Linked DNA regions of Capsicum annuum: region 2 is linked to region 1. A link is a contact called in public Hi-C data. All regions are on one chromosome and are shown on one strand. The core of a region is the stretch at or near the end of the contact, and the rest is flanking DNA. Distances in the headings are between cores, read along the strand shown. Region 1 holds the start of LOC107863086. Region 2 overlaps LOC107866114 (histone-lysine N-methyltransferase ATXR6).

Region 1 (6,933 bases), core at 463-2,962:
ACCTCTGAATAGGGATGGAACTGTTATCCATCGAATCATGACAACATCTCCCTTCGGCATTTGCCATGCACGTAAATGACCGTAGCCTACTTAATAACCGATTTTTAACTCCATTTAGTTTCTTTGGAGTGTCTCCATTTTTATCCAGTTCTCCATGTTCGAGTTTCCCAATCACAGGGGACACACATGGAGAGCTCTCAGGCTCTCGAGACATTTTCAATCGTTCCAATCTGATAGCTCCGTTACTTCGCTGTCCATTCTCTGCCTGAACATGTACATTGCACCCAATTCCACTATCAGCATTGCCACCCCTACACACGAAACTTTCATTTGAACCCAATTGTTTAGGTGAATCCAAAGCTTCCACACACAAACCAGACTGGTAAGACAAAAATTCATCCTCAAAAATGGAGGACCGCAATACGGCTCCACTTCTCTCCGTAATCCTTTCAATCTCACCAGTACATAAATTAGAGCTTCCACATATATCTACTGAATCTTCTCCAGACATTCCATCTAAACTTAACCCCATCCAACAACGGAATTGCCTACGACGCTCGCCAACACTTCTAGGAGTCTTAATCCACTCATCATAGCTAACACCATTGTCAATTCCAGAGCTAGATTCGCGCATCGGACTACAGTTAAAACCCAAATCAGAGACCTGTGAAATACTATCCGGGGCATCGAAAAATCGACATTCTCCTTCATCATCACTTAAGCTACCCATGATACCTTGAGTTCAGCCCATCAAGAAATCATCTTTTTAAGCCCTTAGAAAATGTGTTAAATAATCCATCCTTCATAGTTATACCTATAAATAAACAAATGAAGAAAGTTTGCATTTTAGTAAACAAACATAAAAAACACGACTACCAAGATGACTAAAACTGATTTAAAAATTACCAACACCATTATTCTAAGTTACAAGAAAAACAATTATACTATTTCCCCCCTCTCTTAACATAACAACCAAAAAAAAACAATAGATCCAGCATGGATCCCAATCCACTCCCATTGAACCTGGTCTCCCCCACATAACAATACTTCAATTTCAATAAAGGGTATAATACTACCCCACCCCCCACCCCCACCCCACACCATTTCAACAAAGAAATATGAACCCTAAAATTCAAACCCAAATTAAAAAAACAACATAAGCAGCAATTTCAAACACAAAATTGAAAACCCAACATCAAGATGACGACTGTACAAACGTTAGACAAAGGATTAACAAACACCAAATATAAAAAAAAAAAATAAAAAAAAACAAATTTTGCAAACACAAAGATGAAAAATTTAGCAAATCACAAAGGAAAAAATTTCAAGAAAATGCAAGAAATGAAAAGCCAAGAAGATTTTCTCACATGGGTCCGCCTTGTTTTTGTGAAATTTTGAAGGAAAAAATATGTAACACAGAGAGAGACAATACAACACAACAGAACACAACACACTTCCTCTCTCTTGTTCCTCTCTGAACAAAGAAGAAAGAAAGTACTGACCATTAAAATAAATAAAATTTAACAAAGGTGTAATTAATGGAAGAAGAAGGATCTAAAATTAGGAAACATTATTTATTTATTTTTTGGAAAATAAAGAATAAAGAATAATTATGAGGAAGGAAAAAGAAAAGGGAAAAAGGAAAAAAAATATTCTTGATATTCGTGTTTACGGATGGCCCGAGAAACGAGATTTTGGAGAGTAGTAGTACTACTAACGAGTATTAGGGTCTGGTCCTCTCCTGTGTAGTCTCTCCTTACTACTCTCCCATTCATTTTTAATTATCCATTATTCATTTAACGTGAGTTATAAATATTACTTATAAAATAATATAAATATATAACTTAAAGGGATATGTATCTTTACAAAGAAAAAAATATATTTTCGTTGAATGTATCAAGGGCTAAGTATATATTTCGATAAATCTAAATCGAGATTTTCAATAATTACTGTACAAAATATCAGAATTTTCTATTACAACAATATATTTAATGTATAATACATTTCAGAGAGAATAAGTTGTTCGTTGTCCGTCTCACTAATTCAAAAGTGACTTAGAAACACTATTTTTGATAGAGTATTGGCTCAATAAAATACAATTGAGGAAAAGATTTAAAGGGATACAACTTCATTAATTTTTAAATAAATTTAACACCTTAAAAATTAGTGAGTTAATAATAACAATGAATTAGAATTATAGTGATAAATTACTTTTAAAATTTTACTTTAGATGAATAAATATGTAATTTTCTCTTATATTATAAGAGCGAGTTAAGCAACTGAAGCAGGCAGGAGGTCGACATGTCTGTTTCAGCTGCTTCAACTGTAATTTTACTATATTATCCTTAATTCATTATTATAAGTTATTTATTATTAGAAAATTAATAATATTTAATAAAAAAATTAAAATAGACATTTATGACATTTCTGTTACAAAGCTTCAACCGTAATTTTATTATATCACCCCTAATTAATTATTATATCCCTGATTAAATATTATAAGTTATTTATGTATTACAAAATTAATAATATTTAATTAGAAAAAAGGTAAAATAGACATCTATGACTGGTTTAGCTGCTTCAATTGTAATTTTACTGTATCAGCAAAGCAACCACGAGGTCGACATGTCTGTTTCAGCTACTTCAACTGTAATTTTACTATATCACCCCTAATTAATTATTATAAGTCATTTATGTATTAGAAAATTAATAATATTTAATAAAAAATTAAAATAGACATTTATGACATACCTCTTCAGCTTCTTCAATCGTAATTTTACTATACCATTCCTAATTAATTATTATATTTCTAATTAAATATTATAAGTCATTACATATTACCAAATTAATAATATTTAATTAAAAAAAAGTAAAATAGACATTTATGACTGTTTCCATTGTTTCAATCGTAATTTTACTGTACTATTATTAAATAATTATTATACAAGTGTTTTTTTATAATAATTTTGTTATGTCGCTTCTAATTAGTTATTACAAGTCACTTAAGACATGTGTGCTTCATTGCTTTTACCGTGATTTTACTAAATCACCACTAATTAATTATTATGTTCCTCTAAGCATTGAAAAATTGATAATATTTCATAAAAAAAGGTAAAAGAGACATAAAATAATATGTCAACATAAAAAATTTAATTGACTATCGAAATTATATTAGTGCACGTAAATTGAAATGAGACAGAGCAAGACATAAAATAACATATATTATTTTAAAATGAAATAAAAAAAGTATTATAAATCACAATAATTAAGAACTTATAAAAGTATATATGTATAAAAATTGATTCACTGTTGAAATTTTATTTGTGCCACATAAATTGAGACAAGGAGAATATACATATATTATTGAAAAATAATGTAAAAGATATTGTAAATCACATAAATAACAACTTAAAAAATTTTTAAAATATAAAATATTTGAATGACTCTTGAAATAATATCAGCATTATTTAAATTGAAACAAAAGAAAAAATATTATAAATTATAATAATTAAAAGTATAAAATATATTAATAATTTAAATTAAAATAAAAAATAATATATATTGGGCTTGTGCTGATATGGGCCATCAATATCTAGTATTTTTAATATATGAGACAAGTAAAATAAAAGATAGGGGTACTTTCTGTATTGTGCGCCACCCTACTTTTGCCCACAACTATCTGCTCTCATTTACAGAGTCCCCCTTTTCTTTTAATTGTGTATTTTTATCAAAAAAAATTTCTTTTTTTATTTAAATAGAGTTTCTTTTTCTACTTTTTTCCTTATTTTCCAATTATCTTTTTAAGTATTAAAAACGCATTAAGTGAGGCAGATTAACTAGATCAACGTGAATATTGAATATTTAGCTTCGTTTGATTATAAATTGTGAAGTTTGAAAGGTTAAAGTAGTGATCTTTTGACATATATATTACTTTAGGGAAAAAAATCAATTTTGTTAGTGGAAGTTCTAAAAGGTTATTAATTTTTGAAAATCAAAATTTTAAAATCTGATAATCAAAATTTTAAAATCTGATAAAATTTCTTGACCAAATAGATCTTGAAAATCAAATTTTAAAATTTATGGTCAAACTCTAACTTAAATATGTGTGATCAAACTTAAATATGAAAAAGAAATCCCGAAAGAAAGCATTTTTCCTTTAATGAACCTTACATAATGCAAATTGAAATTAATCGAAATTTCGAAACACCATGTGAAAATTAAACATTAAAAATAAATAGGCTATATTCTAGCTAGTAATAGTTTTGGTTCTAAAAAATTTAAGTAGTGTTTGAAAATTATTTCGACAAATTATTTGCTTAGCCGATGGACTGTCATTTCAATTTTATTCCTGGAATAATAAAATTTAAAGTTTGAAAAATATGTTTAAAGAGTTTATTTCTTTAAATTTTCATTCACAATAATTCCACGTTGTATCTATATTGCATAACTTAATATTTAAATATATTCAATTTTAATTTCAAATATTACAACTTATCTTTAGAAATCTCAATCAAATCATATCCAAATATTTACTTATTAAATCATTGTCAACTTGTTTGAAATTAAGAGGTTCATATTACTATTACAATTACAATGAAATTAGGTTTGGCTCCATGCTCTAGCAGTTAATTTCAAAATTAATTACGTAAGCTTAAATATGCTCCATGCTAACAGTTATTCGAATTTAATTCATGTGTACTTAAATTGGTTCCATGCGAACAGTTATTCTTATTTACTGTTAATAACGACGTTAATTGGTTTTACTTGTTTGGTCTTTAACGTGATATGTCTCATAAATAAATGCCAACATTTATTCTTACTACATGTTTTAACATATGGGTTTAAAATATTCGTGAGTACTGGGTTTGTTTGGACTTGAAATGTTTGTCAATTTATAGAAATTATTTTGTTTGCTACACGTACAATAGATTCTTGTTATCTGAAAAAATAAATTCAAATCTAATCACTCGATTCAAATTATCTTACGTAATTTTTTTTATACGCTTCTTAAAAGAATATTAATTAGAAGGTATTTAGTTCAAGATTTATTTTTTCTTGGTTAAATATTTACTCTATTGATCAGGAGTATTTAAAATAATTGCTCCCTTCGTTTCATATTAGTTGGTTATTTCCCTTTTTACATGCATTTTAAGAAATCATAAATAAGAATGTTGTTTTACTAATTTACCCCTTAAAAAACTTCTTGAGTATTGTACAAACAAGTGTGAACACTTTTAAAAAAAATTAATTACAAGGATAATATGAAATAAATTAATTAATCCTTTCTTGATTTGGTAAGGTGAACAACTGATATTGGACAACTATTTTTAGTAAGATAACCAACTAATATGCGACGGAGAATACTACTAAGGATAAAAGGGAAAAATCATATTTAATTTGTTTTTAAACTTCTAAAACGATTAATGATTTGAGATAATCATGTTTAGAAATTAAGAATTATTTTGAGACTGAGGCAGCATTTCAAAAGCCAAAAAATAGCTTTAATTAGGTAAATTTTCAAAAATCCAAAATAATTTTTCACCAAATGCATTTTTAAGGCAACTTGATATTTTAGATTGATTTACTTCTTCTTTTTTTTTGAAACGCATACTTGCAAAAATAAACCAGATCCGAAGGAAAACACAAACTACTTTTTAACTGATTAGATTTTTTATTTTTGGTAGTAGTAAGTGATTTGATATTCGTATACAATAGGCTTTATTATATAGTTAATTGAAACAAAATATACTGAATTTGTTGAAATTTCAGGCTAAAATTTAAGATATGATCATTTAAAATATTTCATCTTAAATGATTCTAATTGTAAGTGCATTCCTAAATAAAATGCATATGTAAAGCAAAGAAATACTCTCTTAGGTCGTTTAAGTGATTTTTATTAATTTAATTTATGAAATTTATTAAATAAGTTATACTAGGTGTACGCTCCTTGCGCGTGTACCTCACTTTAATGAGTTCAAACATTACGCTAAACAGGATATTTGTTTAAATAATAAAGATGAATATAATAATTAAATTTAATATCTTTTGAGTATGTAAATATGAAAAATTTATTTATTAAACCTAACATTTACAAAAAATATTTTTAAAAGTCGATCGACATTCATCTACCATCTGTAAATTGCAACAAAACAATACAATGATAGAGACATCAAAATAATACAATTAAATCTAACCTTTACTCCAAAAAAAAATTCTCAAAGTCGTCTGACATTCATCTACTACCTGTAAACAATAATAGAATAATACGATAATAGAGATATCAAAATAATATAACTAAACCTAACTTTTATATTAAAATAAATCCGCAAAGCCGACCAACATTTATCCATCACCTGTAAATTGTAACAAAATAATACGACAAAAGTGATATAAAAAAAATACAATTAAACTTAAATTTTACACACAATTTTTTTTTAAAGCCGACCGAGATTCATCTACGAACTGTAAACTACCACAAAATAACAAACTAATAGAGATATTATGATAATACAATTAAACCTAACCTTTACCTAAAAAAAATCAAAATCGAATCAAATTCATTTAACATCTATAAATTAAAATAAAACAATACTCCTAACAAAAATATCAAAACAATATAATTAAAACTAATCTTTGCACAAAAAATTCTTCAAAGCCAACCGACATTCATCTACTACCTGTAAACTATAAAAAAAATATAATAGCGATCACAAAACTTCGATTTTGATCCAACTAATTCTTGTCTGAGCGAAAATTTTAATCCTAAAGAATGAAGACAAAGAAGACATATATATACGCACATGTTGAATTATATTATGCTGACAACAACAATGAAGGAGTTGAGGGTTAGAAAATCAAGCATCCACCAACCTAGACATGCAATCGAATCAAGTTAGATGAGTATCAAATCATATTCTCTCAATAGGCAAACCA
Region 2 (6,391 bases), core at 1,583-4,082, 64 kb after region 1:
AAATCACCAATTTCAATAAGATAATAAAATAATATATTTTCGAAAGGCCCATATATAAATATATAATCTCGCTAAGATTATAAAATAATAATTTCTTAAAATTACAAAAATATCTAAGACGGTTTAATGAAATATGATTTTTGTATTTTTTGATTAAAATTTAAATGTAGTTGAAGCTCATCCCTAACTTTTCTTATTGCATCCAAAAATTCCGTTGTTGTGTTCTCAAACTGCACCAAAAAGTTATGAAGAGTTTTAGGCGCGATAAGTGCTTCCTTACGTGTAACTGATTCCAATGATATTGTATCATCTTCAACTTCATCATCAACATTATTTTCTCTGATGATATACACAATTAATTAACCTTCATTGAATCTCGAAAACACTCTTTGAATTAATAAATATTAATTTTTAGATTAAATAATACCTTTACAAAACAAAACAATAATATTTCATGGTCTCGACAACATTAATTTATAAAATTTCTACTGTATTATTAATTATTTAACACATAACAATTATTCACCCCATAAACAACCCCATCCCTTTTACATAAACCCCACATAATTAAGTCGTACATAAAAATGTATATTTTTCTCCGTCCTAATTTACGAGGCACATTTTTTTTTATTCGGTTTCAAACAAACTTTATATTTTTATTTTTATAGATAGAAACAATTTAACTATTAAATTCTCATTTTATCCTTAATAAAGTGAATTATAGCCGATCTTAAATGGTTAAAGTTTGTTTTAGACCATATATTTTAACGTCTTTCTTGTATTGCTTAACATTTGTATGAAGTCAGTCAGTGGCGCATAAATTAGAATGTAGAAAGTGCAACTTAATCCAATTGTAAAGCTACTATACATGGAGTATTAATCAAAGACAAGACTGTAAAATGAACAAAAAAGAGCAGACAACAAGCTGATGATTTATGTTCAGAAAATATAATAATACAATAGAGTTAATATATAAAAATATCCTAAATTTGACACTAAATTATAATTTTGATCTTAAACTTTGATAGTGCATAAATAGAACCTTTAACTATTCAAAACCTGAACAAATATGACCTCCGATTTTGCAACCTCATGAGTGAGTCTCACTCGCGCCTACGTGGAAAGGTAATCCAATCACACGGTGCCACGTTGTTAAAAGGGCTGACTTGGAGAGAGGTCATATTTGTGCAGTTTTGAATAGTTAAAGGTCATATTTGTGCACTGATAAAGTTTTACTTTTTGTGTTAAAACGACGTCATTTTTTTTAAATTATTATTATTGTTATTGTTATTATTATTATTATAATTTTTTATTTATTTCTATAGTAGCAGCACCTAATTTTTTTTAATTTAAAATTATTATTATTATTATTTTATTTATTTCTATAGCAGCAACACCTAGCTTTTTTTTAATTAAAAAAAACAGCCACTAGCAGGGATCGAACCCTCATAATAGGCTGAAGGAAGTGCCGAAGAAGAGCAAATAACACCACTGGGCTATCTAAGTGTCTTGTTTCATATGGTTCAACATTAGTATACGTACATAAATATACATTTTCTATCTTATATATATACGACGTAATTTTTTTACCGAGGGGGTTAGGGTGAACCCCATGGCAACCACGTAGGTCCGCCCCTCGTTAATTTAATAACGTTTTAATAACGTTAATTTAATAACATTTTAATTATGTTAATTTGATAACGTTAATTTAATATACTACTACTACTATCCTTAATAACATTAATTTAATAACGTTTTATTAAAACTATTATTTTTTTATTATTAGTATAGTTTCATCTTTTATTTAATATTTAAATAAATAATATTTAGATATATTATATAACTTAAATTCGTCTCCTGCTTTATAATATATATACATACCTGCTCGATTTTTTCGTATGAGGCTGACCCTCCTAATTAATAAATCTTCAATATTATTTTTTTTCCGCAACGACAAAAGAAATTAGATGCCATTTTCATTTTTGAGCCGAAAATAATGAAAAACTAATAGTGAAGAGTCATTTAAAGGTCATATTTGTGCAGTTTTGAATAGTTAAAGGTCATATTTGTGCACTGTCAAAATTTAAGGTCATATTTATGTATTATGTCCTTAGATTTTAAGTTGGACGCGCCCAATTTTTTGTGTTGAACACGCGTTTTGCCACGTAGGATTGGAGGTCATATTTGTACAGTTTTGAGCAGTTAAAGGTCATATTTATGCATTGTCAAAGTTATATTTTAGCGTCAAGTTTAAGATCATTTTTATGTATTAATTCAATACAATAATATACATACATACATCACTAGAAAAACAAAGGGTAAATTGTAAAACAACAAAAGAGGGCACACTCTTTCTGATAAGAGTGGGGAAACAAACAAATTAAATATTGAGGGACACAACACAACAGATCACTGCAGTGAATGAATGAAGAAAAAATATGAACTGGGCGGTTTGAGCATTATGTATATGTTGAGTAATGACAGTTGACAAACTCCTCTTTCCTTTTTTTTTTTTTAACCTTGGGATTTGAGCTTTTTTCCTGATTACAAAATCTATGGGAAAACCTTTTTTCTTCTTTTTTTGTCCACTGGTGAATTCTTTTTTCCCTCTGTCAATGCAACATGAAAATTTGAAGTACATAAAAACTACACCTTCTGGACCACGCACCTAAAATTGCTGTGGGGACAATATAACTCACTGATCGAAATCAACGGCTTAAAATTATCTACTACGTGCTCCGTTTTAACTTATGATCAGTGATGGAATCAGAATTTTTATTAATGAAATTCAAAATATAAGTACGAAAGGCCAAGGGATTTCAATATCTATTACATATATGTATTGACCGTGAATTTAATGCAATTCTTCGATGACCCCCTTCTGGTAGCTTTGCCCCTACTTATGGCTTTAAATATGTCTATAACATTTGTGTCTTTCTACATGTTTCTCACCGAGGGTAAATTGTAGAGTTTAAAGTTAACTGGTACGTCATTCTTTCAGGAACGGACTAAAAAGAAAAATTGCATGAAATGTAAGTTAGAGAAAGATAGAAAAAGCAGTAAATGAGACAACTGTAATATGTTGTTTTCTACTTTGTCTCTGTGTATGTGTGTGAGAAGTCCTGCTACAGTGGTAACTGATTATGGTAAGCTATTAATTAATAAAGGACCACTCTATTCTGTGTTTCTGTTTGGTTTGGTTTTAAAACATTCAGAGCCATAGGGTGGTCCTTTCTGCATGCAGTTACATATATATATAGATCATTATAATCATAGGTTTAAAGTGTTTTTATGATTACTGACAATGAGCCCCAACTTCTTATCCTGGTACATTTTTCCCAGCACTTGTCTTGGATCTGATGACTTTTTTAAAGGAATAAAGGCCTTTACTAGGAATCGGGTTCATTGTACTTTTGAGTATTTAGAAAAGGTTTTAAATTCATACTGGGCCTGAAGCCCATTCAAGTTTTAAAAGGGAAAAACTGGATCAGAATTCAGATGTGAAAATTCACAACCTTCCGGTCTCAATTTGCTAAAAGCAAAATCAGGATTAGTCGGGCCTCAAAGAAAATGGGATGAAAAACAAAAAAGGAATAGAAATCTCAAACACCCCTTACTAGGAAGATGTACCACCACCACCACCAACATACTCAGTGTAATCCTACAAGTGGAGTATGAGGAGGGTAGTTATCCTTACCTTGGGAGGTGAAGAGGTTATTTCTGACAGATTCTCGGCTCAAAAAAGCAATAGGGGTGAAAAAAACTAAGGCAAAATACTCAACAAGGCAAGACAACATTCTGAAAAAGGAAGAGTAACTACAAAAGAAGTAGTACGATAAACGAAGTACAAACAATAAATAGTAGTAACAAAAATTGAAGAAGAAAGGATATACAAAACAATACTCAATTATCTACTAACCTTCTAACCTAATCCGCGCCCCCAATACTCTTCAACTTACCTCTACCTGTCTTAAAACCATCCGTAGCCAACTCACACACCTCCGCACTAGGCATCCGTACATCTTTTTTCACATGTCCGAACCATCTCAATCTCGCCTCTCGTACCTTGTCTTTAAGATATATACCAGCAGGTCTAATTTTTATACACAAAATGTGTAGTGAAGAATTACTGATATCAAGTGTAACTGTCCAGTAGGAATGGATTAGTACACACTACAACAGTTTATAGAGTCTTGTGTATGATTACATAAATCAAAGGATTAGTCTATTAACTCACATAAAAGAATCTTAAAATTCATATAATGGTGCAAGTCATGTGCAAGCCGGTTGATGAAGCATGGAAAAAATCTGGTCTTGTAATGAAACAGAAAACTCAGCATCTACCACAGAAATGTCACAAGAATTATAGCAACTTTTAAGAGAGAAAATCTCTCCTCTCCCCAATAATGAATGAATTCTTTTGCAAATCCACCTCATAATTATTGGAGTCATAAGGATGAAGAAACAACGAAGAACCACTCCATATAACCAATTACATGACATTTAACCAAAAGTCTTTGTCTATGCATATGCTTGTCATGTCTTAACTTTAATCTTCAAGAAGTTGGCTGCAATAATTGTTCTCTTATTCAGATGTAACAATACTAAGTAAAAATGAGACTTTTCCAAATTCAATTCAACAAGTCTGATATCAATCAAAATGTTAAAATTTCAAGCATAGAAGTTCTGCTTGGATAGGTTAAGGAACTTCCCTCTGGGCAAACATGAGTTACAAAGATCAGAATTTCCTGAGAACACTTTCTCCAGAACCAAGACAAAGCTGTAGATTAACTTGAAGCATTTACATGATGAATCAAATTCTAGCTAATATTTGTACGCAAGATCTTCTCAGCTTGTCATGTATCAGCCACAAAATATCTTTGAAGGTATGAAATGTGAGACTGGATAATTAGATCAAAAACAAGGAATCTGACATTATCATTCTTGTATATCCCTCCATTTAGCCCTTGTGTTTACAAGGCATTGCTGCTATGAGTCAATAGATCAAAAAAATTAGAAACCAAAGCTGGACAAATCAGTTTGGAACCTATCAGGTCAAACAAAGTGCTCTGTTGGATATTCATTTTCATAACCATTATAGTCATAATATAGCCTCTCTCCCTTCCGAATATCTCTGTTTGCGATTAATAGAACTCGGCTTTCACCATTAACGTCAAATCTCACACACTTCACATTCTGCTTCTTCTTCCCTTCACTGCATTAGAAGAAATATGTATCATTAAGAAGTCTCCAAAAGAAAAACCACACGACACCTGTATAAAGCATACTTGAATTTAACACTACGCATGCTTATGTTTAACTCATGCATCCTGGATTATGTGATTGATATAATTGTCATACACAAAGAACCATAAAATAAGTATGATTGTCATAGTAACTTCGAAAAGCACACGTGTTAGATGGAAATGAACTTACGGAGTATGATTGTTTATCCCATTGATGAAACGAGCAATATTACTGCGCTTATCAGGACAAATGACGAGGTCTTTTGATGGATCATTAGTACTTAAAAGAGTCATCATGCTATCTCCATCATCAGCTTCACGGTTATTCAAGTAATCAACATCTCCAACATATTCTGTAATGATTGTCCAGTCTCTTATGAACACATCTGCTTCAACAGTAAATCTGAAAAACGAGAAACATAGATAAATGACGCATTCCATATTGATCATACACAAAAAAAAATCTATAATTTGTAAATACGTAGGAAAGCAACATTTTGATCAAATACATACCCCTCTTTGGGATCAAAAACAACCATGAGTGGTGGCCATTCACCCTGCTTCATCATGTTCTTGCACAAATCTAAAGTGTCTGTATCGTCTTTAGATAATACCTGGAGTTGAATAACAGAAGCCTTAAGATTTGAAACATGGGCAATTCAAAGATCATGCTAAGAAACTTAAACATTTTTTTTTTTTCTCTAAATAAAAAGTCTATCCAAAATTTCTCCTTTTAATATTTTATCTATCTTTTCCACTAAGGGCATACTAAGTTGCTAAATAATATTATTTCTTTGTGAAAATTTTGAGCATCTAAGGGAACGCAATGTATCCATGTAAAACACCCCAGTTCTTTTCATCAAAAAGACTTGGTTATGTGGCAAGCAACATAAAGGATTCCCCTTCAAGTTAATCAGACCATCCTCAATCAAGTTAGTTGAAGTTAGCTAAATAAATCATATGATATTCAGAGGATTCTCCAAGATTTGGCCATTTTATCTCACCATACGATAGGGAAATTCCATTTTTAACTTCTACGAGGTGCTAATGCATCATTTTCTAAGAGTTATATTCAGTAATATCATGCCAGTTTAAATCTAACACATTTGATCAAGCAAAATGTTTAGATATATGTTCTATTTTAC

Evidence for each region. Hi-C and Micro-C count contacts between places; a contact is called where the count stands out from the background.
Region 2: a Hi-C map of leaf shows a contact between it and region 1, with 2.5 times the contacts expected there. The contact joins the enhancer-like site here to the promoter of LOC107863086 in region 1. A contact is called at or near these places in 3 of 5 Hi-C or Micro-C datasets (leaf and placenta).

What each region holds. Positions count from the first base shown.
Region 1 is chr3:230,903,389-230,910,321 of UCD10Xv1.1, forward strand. LOC107863086 reads right to left here and starts at 1,713. Exons shown (of 8, transcript XM_016708853.2): 1 at 1,368-1,713; 2 at 1-814. The coding sequence starts at 730.
Region 2 is chr3:230,966,754-230,973,144 of UCD10Xv1.1, forward strand. LOC107866114 (histone-lysine N-methyltransferase ATXR6) reads right to left here. Exons shown (of 6, transcript XM_016712295.2): 4 at 5,760-5,860; 5 at 5,437-5,649; 6 at 4,597-5,215. The coding sequence ends at 5,056. Among protein-coding and RNA genes, the nearest start is that of LOC107866114, 4.7 kb to the right of the region's middle. Within about 2 kb of position 2,833, at least 5 of the 5 cell types and tissues checked have an H3K27ac peak or open chromatin away from gene starts, as enhancers often do. A contact at or near this core is called in leaf, where this site is marked.